Linked DNA regions of Mus musculus: region 2 is linked to region 1. Evidence: chromatin contacts called from public promoter capture Hi-C data. All regions are on one chromosome and are shown on one strand. The core of a region is the stretch at or near the end of the contact, and the rest is flanking DNA. Distances in the headings are between cores, read along the strand shown.

Region 1 (6,405 bases), core at 2,399-4,898:
CCAAGCCCAGGGCAGTGACACCTCTGGACAGGTGGTTCTGGGCTATGTATGACAGCAGACAGAGCAAGCCATGGGAGAGCACTCTACCATAGCCTGTGCTTCAGTTCCTGCCTCAGGTTCTTATCTGAGTCCCTGCCTTGGCTTGTTACCCGGAAGATGAACTAGACCCTGTCCTACTCAAGTTGGTTGTGGTAGTGGGGATTATCATAGCAACACTAAGTAACTAATCATAGCAACTGTAACTATCATAGCAACACATAGCAACTAGTACACAGACCAAATCTACCAACAATGCCCACTGTTGTACAAGTACCCCTTAATACTTGGGACCAAACACGTTTCAAACCAAAGTTTTTCAGATGTTGGAATGCTTATATAAACCTTACCAGTTTGAACATCTGTAACTCCAAAATCAGAAGTGCCCCAAAATCTGAACCTGTGTTATGTCAGCACTCAAAAAGTTTAGGGTTTCTAAACATTTTGCACATTTCTCTGGGTGGGGCACTGCGGAGCTCATGCTTATTTTCCACCTGTGGTGGTTTGAATGGCAACTACCCCCAGAGTCTCACATATCTGACTGCTTGCTGGAGCTGTTTGGGCCTTGTAGGAGGGGGTGTGGCACTGAGGGTTAGCTCTGAGGTGTCCAAAGCCCATCAGGCCCAGTCTCTGGTGTTCTCGGCCTCTATCCTGAAAGTAAGATTTAAGCTCTCAGCTGCTGCTCTAGCGCCATGCCTGTCTACCAACTGCCTTGTTCCCACCATGATAGTCAAGGACTCACCCTCTGAAACTATAAACAAAGCCCCAATGAAAAGCTTCCTTTTTGAAGTGGCCTTGGTCATGGCATCTAGTCACAGCAACAAAATAGTAACTATGACACCAGCTAAATACTTCCCCTGAAACTCTCTTTTACTTCCATTTAGAATACAAGTTGGGTTACCTCATCTCACGTTAGACTGCCTTCACCATTTCACCTGAACAAGCAGACAGCCATCTTGTACTCACTGCGTTATCTCCCTGATACCAACCATCATTTATTTAACTGCCTATTTCCATACGCTTAACTCTCAATCTCTGTTCAGGCGCCATCCTAACTCCACAACTGGGGACTTGTGAATCACAAGTGCTGTAGGTGAGTAACTTCACAGCCTAACGTATCCAATGGCCTCCAGGACAAAAGCCTGCAGTATAAATCCCAGTGGCTCTCAACTGTGAGGAAAAACTAAATGACCCAGAGTCCTACATGGTAGAGAGAGTGAACTCCTGAAGACTGTCCTCTGACTTCCATACCTGTGCTTTGGCATAGGCACCCCCCACCCCATACAGAGTAAATAAATAAATGCAAGTTTTATAAAATACAACAAACCCAATGAGCAGAAAGAATCCCTTTCATAAAACCAAGAACATTCTTGAATCATGAAACTAAGAAGTCTTTGGAACTAAATCTGGAGAAGGAAAAGCAGCACGCCCTTTAAGCTCTTGGGCCCAAGATCATTCTTCCCCAACAATTAATGTCTGCCTCATTTATGCTCCCCTTTGGATGAGATAAAATGTAGAATTCCGCCTTAGTCTATTAACACAGAAGACAATCACAGTAAAATAAGTTTTCAGGAAAAAATAAAGAAGTAATGTTTATGGATGTAGATATTATACAGCAAGATAAAATGCAGGTAATCAACAAGTGAAATACAAATTTTAAGTTTAAAAGTGTATGTCCCTGTTTTACAGTATGCAAGAAGAAATGCTACACCTCATGTCAACAAAGGGCCAGGGAAGATGCGTATGATACACATTCATTTAATAAGCAACTTGAGATTATGGTAAATTATGAGTTTCATGAAAATTATTAACTTATTGAAATATGAATACCAAAAGTAAACTTTGATAATGTCCTATTAATCTACCCAGAAAACTTTATCTACTTCTGTGCAGTTTATGTAGGCATCTGAGAATTTGTCAATGTCTCACAAGCTAGTTCTTAATTACTTAAAGGACGTTTCTCTAGCATATGTATGGTTAGGCTATAACTACTTGAACTAAATAAATTTATAGAATAGATCAAGAGGGTGATAAAATCAACAACATATTAATGGGAAAACATTTAGAAATGTTTTCTCATGATATTTACTTTAAAGCAGTCTCTTATACCTCCGGGTTCTTTTCTGCAAAATAGACAATATGCTAAAGGAAATGACACAGCCAAGGAAAGTCTGGCAAAAGAGAAGAAACGTGTGGGCTGAGGGACAGCGCGGATTACTTACTGTATGCTATAGATCTCATATTCCCCTCCTGTGTTATCACACAGTCTAATGCTCTATCACCGCATCCCAGCTGGAGCCAGGATCCTTGTTTCATTTGCTTGCTCTGCTACTAACCTGAAGTGTGACTTCAGCCACATTCTGAAAACTGCACTCATAAACATGTACTGAGCAAAACCTATATGGTGTATCTTATTTATTTGAATCACACTGTATCAAAAATGTAGCAGGTATTTCTTCCAAAAACTGAATTCAGGGAGAATTTGGACTCTATCTTCCAAATTCAGTAAGAAGAGGCACAGTACAACGATGAAATATGTTCCAGAATACATAAAACCAGATTTGAAGTCAGGCACAATTCAGAACCGACTGTCTATCCCCCCCACCTTCACCCCCGCCCCGCCCCCCTACCATACCCTAGCTGCCTTTGTAATAAAAGCTTCCAAAGTACCGTTCGAAGTACTAAAACTCGGGCAGTATCTCTAAAAGTGATTCTCTCCTCTATGGGTTGACCTCCCTCTGATGGAATATCAATAAACGGTGGAGAGATGGAGCAACAGGAAAAAAAGCTATTTCCCCTGCAGAACGATCTGCTTCGTAAGGAGGCTGTGTATCTTTTCCCTTGGAATGTTTCGGTATGATCAGCTTGGGTCTGAACAAAACTAGTTCTAATGAGCACTGCAATATGTACAGTCGGGAGTCAAGGCAAGTCACAAGACTGGCCTGGCCTATTCCTGGGAGGCAGCAGCCCACAGCTCCGGGGCGAGCTTCGGGGAAGAAGTTTGCAGAGGTGCTCACGTTCAAGCCCCAGTTCCCAAACTCTGGAAGTGAGCCATGTCAGAGGCCAGGGCCCCGCCATTGTGTATTCTGAGTGAGGCCCATGATCTCAGCGTCCCTTAAACTTGAGCGCTGTCCAGTCCACCTGAGGCCAGGCCAGGGCGGACTCCGCCTCCCTACTGCAAAGTTCAGGGAGCCGGCGCCCCGCACGCACAGGCCGAGGCCCTCCAGGCACAGGTCGCCCTCCTCTTCCTCCTCCTCCCGGCCTACGAGCGCGGAGGACGCCTCCGAGCCTCGCACGGAAGGCGGCCAGGCCAGCGCCGAGGTCGCGCCGAGCCCTGCACGGAGGGCGGCAGGGCCAGCGCCGAGGGCGGCTCCCTGCCAGCGCCAGCCTAGGCGTGTGCGGGCCCCTCGCATCCCGCCCGCCGAGGCCTGGAAGCCGCGCCCGCATCGGGCCTACGCTCCGCCCGGCTTCCCCGGCGGTGAGAAGGGAAGAGCGAGCGTCAGCCGCGGAGCCGCCGGCCGTTCCTTACCGCCTCACTACTCCGGTCTTGATCTTGATCTGCCTCACGCGAGGATCGGCCATGGTCCCTAAGGCGCCGCAGGAAGGAGAGGCGGGGCTGCGCGGCGCGCCGGCGCAGAAGGGGCGGTGGAGTGGGCGTGGAGCCCAGAGTGCGCGCATGCGTACCTGGAGAGCCCGACCCCGCCTCGCCTCCCGACTCTTACCTGGAATCCTTGCATCTAGACTGCTGGTACCTAGAGCTGGAGACTCTCAAAGCCCTATACCAGCTGCTTCTCCCTGGTGCTTGGACAGGATTTGTACACAAGCTGCACTTTTATTTTCTCAGTCTCCATAGCCTGAGTTAAGAAACTTTCTGTTCCTGAGAAAGTGAACAGGATTAGCTGCTTAATGGACAGTGTGACTTAGAAACTATTAACAAGGATAATTTTTGTTTTCACTGTCTGTTGTCAAATGGAGAAAGAGATCTGTGTTTGATGAAATAAAATACCATAATGCAGACAGTCAAAAGAAATTTTTAATTTTAATTTAATTTTTTTTTTTACATTCCAATCCATGCCCCCTCTTCCGGTTCCCTTTCTCCATATAGTCCCTTCCCTTTCCAGAGTGTTACTTATGTAAATTGTCTTGTGATGTTTGAGTTTATGGAGAGAGGACTCTGGGAGTAAGGAGGTTCCTCTTGTCCTAAATTTTAGCAAGTTTGTTTCAAGTGTCCAGCAAGACTCCCCGTCCTGAGACATGCTGGCCCCCTACCCCTGAGACAGGGAGAAAACAGTACAGCATTGCACCTTCTTGGCCTAGAGGGGAGCAGCCCTTTCCTCCTAGCCTGATGGCCTGAGACCAATCTGCAGGACTCAAAAGTGGTAGAGTGTAAGAACCAGCTCTCGCAAGTTGTCCTTTGACCTCTGCAAGTTCACTGTGGCTTGCAAATATACACAGAAGTGTATGAAATAAACGCTTGGTTTTTGTTTTTTAAGTTGTGTAAAAGTATGCCTACACTGGCAACAAAATGGCAGAATCCCATCCACAGAGAGAATCTCTGACTGGGGGACTCCGAGGGACTTCTCCAGTGCTTTGTGCAGGGTGTTGTAAGAACCTGTTTCGATGGTGTCATCTATCCGCTCCCTGCTATTTATTTGTTCATCTCCTTTTTCTTGCTACACACTTAATGGACTCAGTCATTTGAGAGCAAATGACTAGCCACCTATCTCACATGTGGAGTTCTATCCTTTAGCGAACACAGGACCCCGGCACTCAACCTCCTTGAAGAGCCCTAAGAAATAATGCCCACGTCACGTGACAGGTGTATAGAGGGTGGCATTCAGCACAATGCCTAAACACAGCAGACATGGGACAACTTTTGACTCCACCATATTTTCCAAGATACAATTTGCATAGAACAAGGCACCCTGAACTGTGTTCTAGAGTCTCTTCCTGTTGAAGCACCCCTACAACCCCCAAGGAATTGAGGCATGGCCTCCATTGCGTCCTCATTTCTTGGTTCTGTTCTTCACTTGATGCTCTTGGCCTCTCCTGACCCTTAGTTCAGTTCTCATCTTCATGGCTGGCTCTGGAACATCCTTCAGTCTTGTCAGAGCAGAGCTCCAGGTATAAATCCAGTCTCAAAACCTAGCTCCCACGGAAAGACTCCCAATGCTGCCCCTGCCTGTGCAGTTCTCCAGGAATACATTGATCCCTTGCATTCTGTGTATATTTGTTTGAAAACAATTTGGTTTGAGTTCTTTACAAGGGCTGTTCCCACCCCTTTAGCTGCAGTATAAGCATGTTAAGAGGCAAGAATCCTGTCTTTCATAAACCTTTCTCTTAAATCTCCATCTGCGTGATCCACACAGCAGGTGCTAAATTCAATAAATACATTTCTCTAGCTGGCTGGCACACTGAACTACAATCCCAAGTGACACAGCAGAGCTGTGAAATGCAGAGGAGGGGACAAACACAGCAGCAGCAGAGTCACCAACGCAAAATGCTGTGAAGGTAATAGAAACTGCAAACCACACACCAGAGACAGTGTGCTCAGGCCTTCTGCCACTGCCCAAGCTCTTTTAGCCACCACAAGTAAAATCATTTGACTCACTACATCTTCCTTTTTTCCTTTTTGCCCAGATTTTCAGACATTCTGAGCTCAGTTTTGTGCTAATTGGCAGAAATTTCTTTTACACACACACACACACACACACACCAATTTTGTATCTGTCTTTCTTTTAGTTCTTGTCTATGCCTTAACTGGAAACCACTCACTAATGTATGTAATTAATTCAGCAGCCAACAGATACTGCTGCGCGTATCCAGTCCCAGGCCCTCTGGGACAGTTTGCATTTATCTATCTGTGTATTCTACATCACATTTGGGTGGCTGCAAGGTACCAACATGGAGTGTGGCAGCAGTAGGGAATTAGATGGCCTTGTCCCAGTTTCTTGAGCTCATAGTTTTAGTTAAGGATATGTATGTTTCGGGAGCCAGTCCAACCTGGGTCAAGTCCCAACTCCTCTTTTCACTAACTGTAACACTGAACAAGTTGCTTAACCACCTCTTAGCCTGGTGTCTTTATCTGTAAAAGGTAGAAGGTGGTAATAATACCAACCTCCTAAGGCTTTGACGGAGCTTAGCTCGGTGCTGGTGTTTATTCGAGCACTTATAACACGCTTGTGCCGTAAGTCATCTGGGGAAGAGGTCCTAAATTAGGAAGTGTGCTCACAGGAGGATACGAGCATAGAGCTGTGAGTGAGTGGGATCAACAGCAATAAGATCAGACTGAGCTGGAGTTTGATCATTTCATCTAGCAAAGACTATATGGTTAACTTAGTCACCACTGTACCACTGTATCTCAACATG
Region 2 (6,701 bases), core at 2,465-4,964, 2.6 Mb before region 1:
AAGGCCAGTGTCTAAAACAAGACAAATGAGCAGATGTGTGCAGGACATCCAGCACTCAGACAGTTGTCATATGCTGGGGAAATTGTCATATGCTGGGGAAGCTGTCTCTCAGCTGGTCACCTCTGCACCCTCCCCTTAGATTCACTCTGGATTCCGATGCTACAGTAATATTCCAAAGAGAATGCTAATGCCAGAATTGTAGTCTTCAGCATGCCTTAGCTGGGTGTGGCGCACACCTTTAATCCCAGCATTCTGGAGGCAGAGGCAGGCACATCTCTGAGTTCCAGGCCAGCCTGGTCTACAGAGAAAGTTCCAGGACAGCCAGGACTGCACAGCGAAAGCCTGTGTCCAAAGAAAACACCCAAATTACTAACCAACCAATAAAAAAATTCCTCATCCTTGTGAAGTAAAATTTCTATCTTCATCCATCTCCACAGAGGGCCACACAGAGAAACCCTGTCTTAGAAAACCAAAACCAAAACCAAAACAAACAAAACCCCCACTGTTGTCCAGTTCTTCAGCTTAAAGCTCCATTTCTCTGGGAATAGGTTTTGGTCTTCATAAAACTGTGTTCATTTTATAAGGAAGCAATGCTACCTTTTGTGCTGTTTGTTTCAATATCTCACTGATAAAAATGACTGTAAATTGCTCACATTTTGTTTTGTGGGGAACTGTATTATCCAGTTGTCTGTTGTTCTGGGCTTTAATAAGAGACCAATAGGACTCTGCCTTGTTAAGACATTGAATACAGAGCTGACCACCATTCACAGCTTTAGAAGGCTGGAACAGAGCAGAAAAACAAATAATTGTTGTAAAGATCTTCTGTTTGAGATCTAGCACTGTTTGTTTATTTTGTTTGTATTTGTTTTGTTGTTTGTTTGCTGTGGGTTTTTGTTTGTTTTGTTGTTGTTGCTGTTGCAGTTGTTTATTAGTTGGTGGGTTGGTTGGTTGGTTTGGTTTGGTTTGGTTGGCGTCTTTGTTTTGTGTTTTGAGGTAAGCTCTCCTTAGAGCACTCAAGCCAGCCTTGAACTTGCCTTAGCCAACAGAAGGCTGGCAGGCAAGCACATGCCACTGTACTAAGCAGCCCTGTTTCTTTTAAATAAAATGTGTGTCCCTATAATTCCAAGAGCTCCAAGAACACTTTTCTGCCTGTTCTATATCTGAAAATGCTGCATTTCAGAAGTAAGATCTCCCTGGCTCCGAGGTCCATGAAGAGAATGGAAGTCCAGATAACTCCAAGTTTTCCTGTTCATTCACACTTCCGATGTCTTAATAATTGCTTGCCATTAGTTTGTCTTTAGTTTTATAGACACATGCGCACTGATAATGCCTGTCATCAAAGGCACATATACATACACACACAGTAAGGCAGGCAATTAATCATGATCTCCCCCAAGACCTTATTTTACAGTCAGGAGCCAATTGTCAGCACACATGTTCCTAAATAAACTGACACACATACCAGCTAACAGATTAATTCACATGGAGAAGGCACCGTGGGAAGAAAACCAGTGTTCCCAGATTGCTCAAGCAGGTGCTCTCCCTATTAACATAAAGACCAGTGCTCCCAGCTCTAACCCCCTGGGAACCCTGCCTAAAATCACTATTTCTAATGCACTTGATGCCAGAATCGTTCTGCAAACCGAGAATTTGATTTATACAACCAGAATAGCACTGCTCAGGAAAAAACAGATAGGCTATTGAATCTGGGGGAGGGGGGAGTTCATTTTGGTCTCACACTTGACTCCTTATTTGTTTGATATTCACTATCTATCCCAGACATGCCTTAAACTAGAGATCAGCTCCCCTCCCAGCAGCCCCTCCCCCCACTGCCTCCCAAGTGCTGGGACTGCAGGTGTGTGCTCCCTGACTTTTCAATAGAAGGTAACCCTAAAGGAATACTTCATGTTTCCATATTTTTTTTTTGCAGATGTTGTTCTCAGTCGGGGCTCACAAGCTCTAACGTGATGAATCCCTTGGACACCGACATCTCCTGTGATGAATCTGCTCAGGAGAGAAGCTTGTGCCCTGCTCACTGCCTGGCATGCGCCTTTAGTGGAGAGAATTTTGTTAGCCTTCTTGTCTCTTTTAAGCTAGCTAGTCCTAACGTGGCCAGTCCTCCAAAGCTCAGGCGCTCCATACCTTATGGGCAGAAGAGATTGTTATTGCTTGCACTGAGCTTCACAAAGGAAATCTTTTAGTACATACTTCACCAGTCGGCCTTCCTCAGAACTGAAATGCAAAGACAGAATGGAGGAGTTGGACAGAAGGTTGCAAACATTTACATGACAAACTAGCCTCTCAGAATCCACCAGGGGAACCAGTCACCAGTATTCTAGTACTTTCCTGTCATCTACAAAAATCACTCACAGTCTTTACTAAATACGATTTATAAAAAATGGCCCCTGCAGCTGCCGCAGATATCTCCTAGGCCGGCAGAGATGGGAGGGCGGGACTCGGCTAGAGCTAGAATCCTTGCGGTCTCCGGGCTACGACCAGGCAACAGCTTTCCCAGGACGATCCTAGGAAGAAGGCAGGATGCTCCCCTGGGGAGTTCCGGGGGGCAGGGGAGCTCTGCCTGGACCTAGAGATGGCTGCATCCCAGCAGGGTGGTGACCTTTTGTTTCTACTGGTTTTCAAAGACACCAAGGTTTTGTTCTTAATTCACACGCGCGTGCGCGCGCACACGGGAGAGAGGGAAGGGGGCGGGGAAGAAGGAGTGAGAGAGAAGAGAGAATTAGGACCCAACTAATCCAGCAACAAGCTTGTCCTGGCACCTTGAGAGGTTAACCAATTTCACTCTCCTGTAACTGGAGCGAAGCCTTTCTTTTCTCCCTGAGGGGGACAGAACAGGGTCCCCTCTCTGCAGCCCCCACCCCACCCCCCAGAGACTCAGCTTTCCTGAACAATAACCCAACTGTCTGGACAGGATGGGAAACTGTCTCAGTGAGTTGGGAGCCCACCCTTGTACAAACCCAGACATGCACAAAAAGTTCCGCGTTTCACCGCAGGAAGTGAGGACGGTGGCTTCAGGCATCATTAATCATTTTGAAGCGATTATTCTTAAAAGGGAGTGAAAAAAAAATACAAAGATGCAGCTTGAGTTAGTCATGCCCAATAAAAATCAGCACTTCTCCAAATCGTATTTCCCTGAATCCATGTGGAACGTTTAAGAGCACTCTCCACTGACAAGAGTCCAGACCAGATAGGGAGTCTGTTTCCTCTGTAATTAGAACTCCCTCAAATACTTGGGACCTGACAGGGCTAGATAGGGAAGGGCGCGTGGGGTAGCGGCGAAGCTTTATTTCCTCTGCCTTCCAGCCCAGGAATGCACAACACATTTTAACAAGAAGATAAAGCAAGAACAATTTAGGGTTTTGCGTCCTCGGGGAATCTTTTTTACACCCCCCCCCCAATTGAAATTCCGTAAAACAAAGCTAAGAACAATCCTGCTTTGTCTCCTAATTGAGCTAGGGAACTGTGAAATCCCCTACCCCACCCCCATCACCTCACCAGGCCCCGAGCCCAGCAGGCAGGGGCCGGGAAAGCAGTAATTCCCAAGATTGCCTGCCCCATGGGGTGGGTGCTTACAGAGCAGGTCCATCCTGAGCGGTCATTCAAATCTGCTCACCCTTACAGGAAACACGCCCCGGTCCAGGCCTTTGAAGTAACAGTGTGTCACCAGCAGAAGGAAAGTGATCGCTAGAAAATGAAATCTACTCCATCCTTTCAAAGACATTGCATTTCCTGTGATTCCTGGGTCCAGAGGAAATGCACTCGATGAAATTGAATTAATTTTTTTTTTCCTCCTGAAGTCACCTGGTCTGCCAGAAGCCTCTCTCATCAGTTCCCTCTCACTGAGCCATTGGCCGAGTCCCCAATTTATTCATTTATTTCTTAATCGAGATATCTAGAGCAGAAATCACAGGATATATGTAGAAAACTGCCCCCCTCTTACCATGGCTCCCTCCTCACTCCTGCAGACACTTCACAGGTAAGTGAGCCTAGGGGCTGATGCCACAACCTTCCTCTCCATCCCCCGGGACCATGTTTGTCTATTTTGTTGGTCAGATTTGATTATTATTTGTCATTTTTCTCCTAGCTTAGCCCCCCCCCCCACACACAGAGTTTTTGTACAGTCCCAGGAAGACCCTTAAAAATGTGCTGAGTCACACTGACTTCTAGGAGTTTCAGGGAGGAGCAGGTATCTATCTGTAACCCTGTAGACTGATATTAAAGAGCCTAAGCCGGGTAACCCGAGTGTCCACAGGGGCATGCGGGGCAGCCTGGGGTATTCAGTCAGAGCCAAAACAGGGCAAAGACGTTTGGAAGATGGGATGTAAATGTTCATTTAGGCCGAAAGATGGTGTCCTGCAGTGCAATTAGGACCCAGCCTGGGAAGTCAATGCCCCAGCGGCTAGAGGAGAGAGCTGAAAAAGGAAACCCGCAGCAGAGATGGCAGATGGGTAAAGAGTTACATCATCCAGAGAGGGCAGTCAGGTAAGGAAGAATTTTAAGGATATCAGAAAGACTAGATTGGAAATGGATGTTAATATGAATAGTGTTCAATGGATAAAGATAAATACAAAACTAAGCATTACTCTGTGTTGGTTTTCAGACCGTGGACAAAGCGTTGAGGTGCATATTTAACATACCAAAGTGGATCTGGCCTTCAGGTTCTCCCAGCATCCTTCAGTCTCAACCTGGGTCTCTACCTACCCTCTACATATCCTCTACACATTCCGCTGGCATATCTCCCTCCCTTCTGTCTCCCTCCCCACGGTGACTTTCCTGGCCTCTATCCTTGGGATCGGTGAACTCACTAACCCAGGAAAGGTTTTCCAATAACCTGCCTTTAGATATACTCTAATCTGGCTTAATTTGGCTCGTTTCATGAAATAACTTTTGCTTGTTTGTTTGTTTGTTTGTTTGTTTGTTTTTCGAGACAGGGTTTCTCTGTGTAGCCCTGGTTGTCCTGGAACTCACTCTGTAGAGCAGGCTGGCCTCAAACTCAGAAATCCACCTGCCTATGCCTCCTAAGTGCTGGGGAAATAACTTATTGCTCTGTAATGAAGTATTTAGGAAAAAGGGATGCTAAAGGGTGATATTTTCAAAGTTTCATGTATCCCAGGCTGGCCTCATACCCACTGTGTTGGATCTTGGGACATCTTTGAAGTTCTGACCCTCTTTCTCCTGCTTCTTGGGTGCTGGGATTGCAGGCACATCCTAGTATACCATACATTTGTGATGGATCTAAGTGGAGGTCTTCATCTGTGCTGGCAAGGACTCTCCCAGTGGAGCCGCATCCCTGGCCCCCAGACACTGACTTTTCAGTACCATCCTCTATTCCAGGAAACCAGAGCCTCCTGAACAAACAACTGAATCCAAAACAGAAACTTAGAAAAAGTCAGATGAAGATACTATCTTGCTATGCCAAAAAGGATGCGCTCAAGAAGAAAGATAGAGATGTTAAAGGAACAAACATCAGCCTGACTGAACTCCCACTGGCCACTGAAGGACAATATGAGCATCAAAAAATCATACTATTAGTAGATGAAAATTCGTTGGATGAAATGGGCAACTATGAATTCATTCTGAAGCCAGAAACCGATTGGAAGCTTGATGCAGGGCAAGATCGGGGTAGGGGGATGGGAGTGGGAGAGCAAGAGCCTTCCCTGCTAAATGCTTAACAGATTCAGGAGAGAAAAGAATGGCTTTTAGCTAAGGAAGCCTAGCAGACAGGAAGCTAAAGGAGTGGTCACCAGGAATGTCATCAGCTTTGTGATCTGTGCCACCTGCTAAGACACTAAAGAGAACCCCAGTCACTTCTAGACGGTCTCTCTCCAGAAGGCTCAACCCAGATCTGATTACAAAAGCACAGAGGCACAACCTCAAGAGCAGGTGGATGGTAAGGCCATTGTCGGTCACAAAGCAAGGGGAGGTGCCTAAAGAGATGGCTCAGCAGGTAAGAGAGCTCGCTGCTCCTCCTGAGGTTCCCAGTTGCCATGCCGAGTGGTTCACCACTGCCTGGAACACCAACTCCAAGAGTAGCCCACCAAAGATCCCAGACACCATTTATAGACAACGGAAAGTCTGTTCCACCCGGCCGGTACTATACTCCACAACTCCGGTACTATACTCCAGTACTCCAGAATTCCAGCCAACTAGTACTATATTCCAGTACTCCGGAACTAAGTGTAGCCCTGAGCACTTAGACCAAGGGGCTTTTAAAAGCAAAAAACTGCATCCTGGCTTCTGGCTGGGCAGCTACAGGGGTGTTCCACAAAAGCAAGCAGTTTATCCCAAGCTTAGATACCTGGAGGGGATTCTGCTGAAGGAAGCAGTTTAACAGAAACTAAGTTAGCCAGGGCATCTTGACCTCAGGTTCCTAGAATAGAGTTCTGTCAATTTCCCATGGGAGTCTCCATCAAAGAGATTAAATTCTGCAAGAATACAAGATGCAGGATCCTCTGCAGTGCCTTGCCCTGTCACATGAGGAATTCCTTTTCTGGCCTGTAAGAGTAACTTTGTACAAAGCATGTATATAGACTCACATAACACACATAAATAATAAAATTAATTTATAAAAGGGACGAGGAGGAACCATTTACACTGTACTTCACCCTTGATGTGAGTTTACTATTGCTTCAAATTAGTTTGCTTGTTTGTTTGTTATTTTATTTTTTTTTGAGACACAGTCT

The links. Promoter capture Hi-C pulls out the DNA fragments that hold promoters and counts their contacts.
Region 2: a contact with region 1 is called in a promoter capture Hi-C map of liver, with 4 times the contacts expected there. The contact joins the promoter of Lncenc1 here to the promoter of Tbca in region 1. A contact is called at or near these places in 2 of 39 promoter capture datasets (liver and pre-B cells).

Annotation. Positions count from the first base shown.
Region 1 is chr13:94,786,163-94,792,567 of GRCm38.p6, reverse strand. Tbca (tubulin cofactor A) reads right to left here and starts at 3,648. Exons shown (of 4, transcript NM_009321.3): 1 at 3,566-3,648. The coding sequence starts at 3,618.
Region 2 is chr13:97,431,983-97,438,683 of GRCm38.p6, reverse strand. It overlaps Lncenc1 (long non-coding RNA, embryonic stem cells expressed 1), which reads right to left and starts at 3,714. Exons shown (of 2, transcript NR_110432.1): 1 at 3,592-3,714.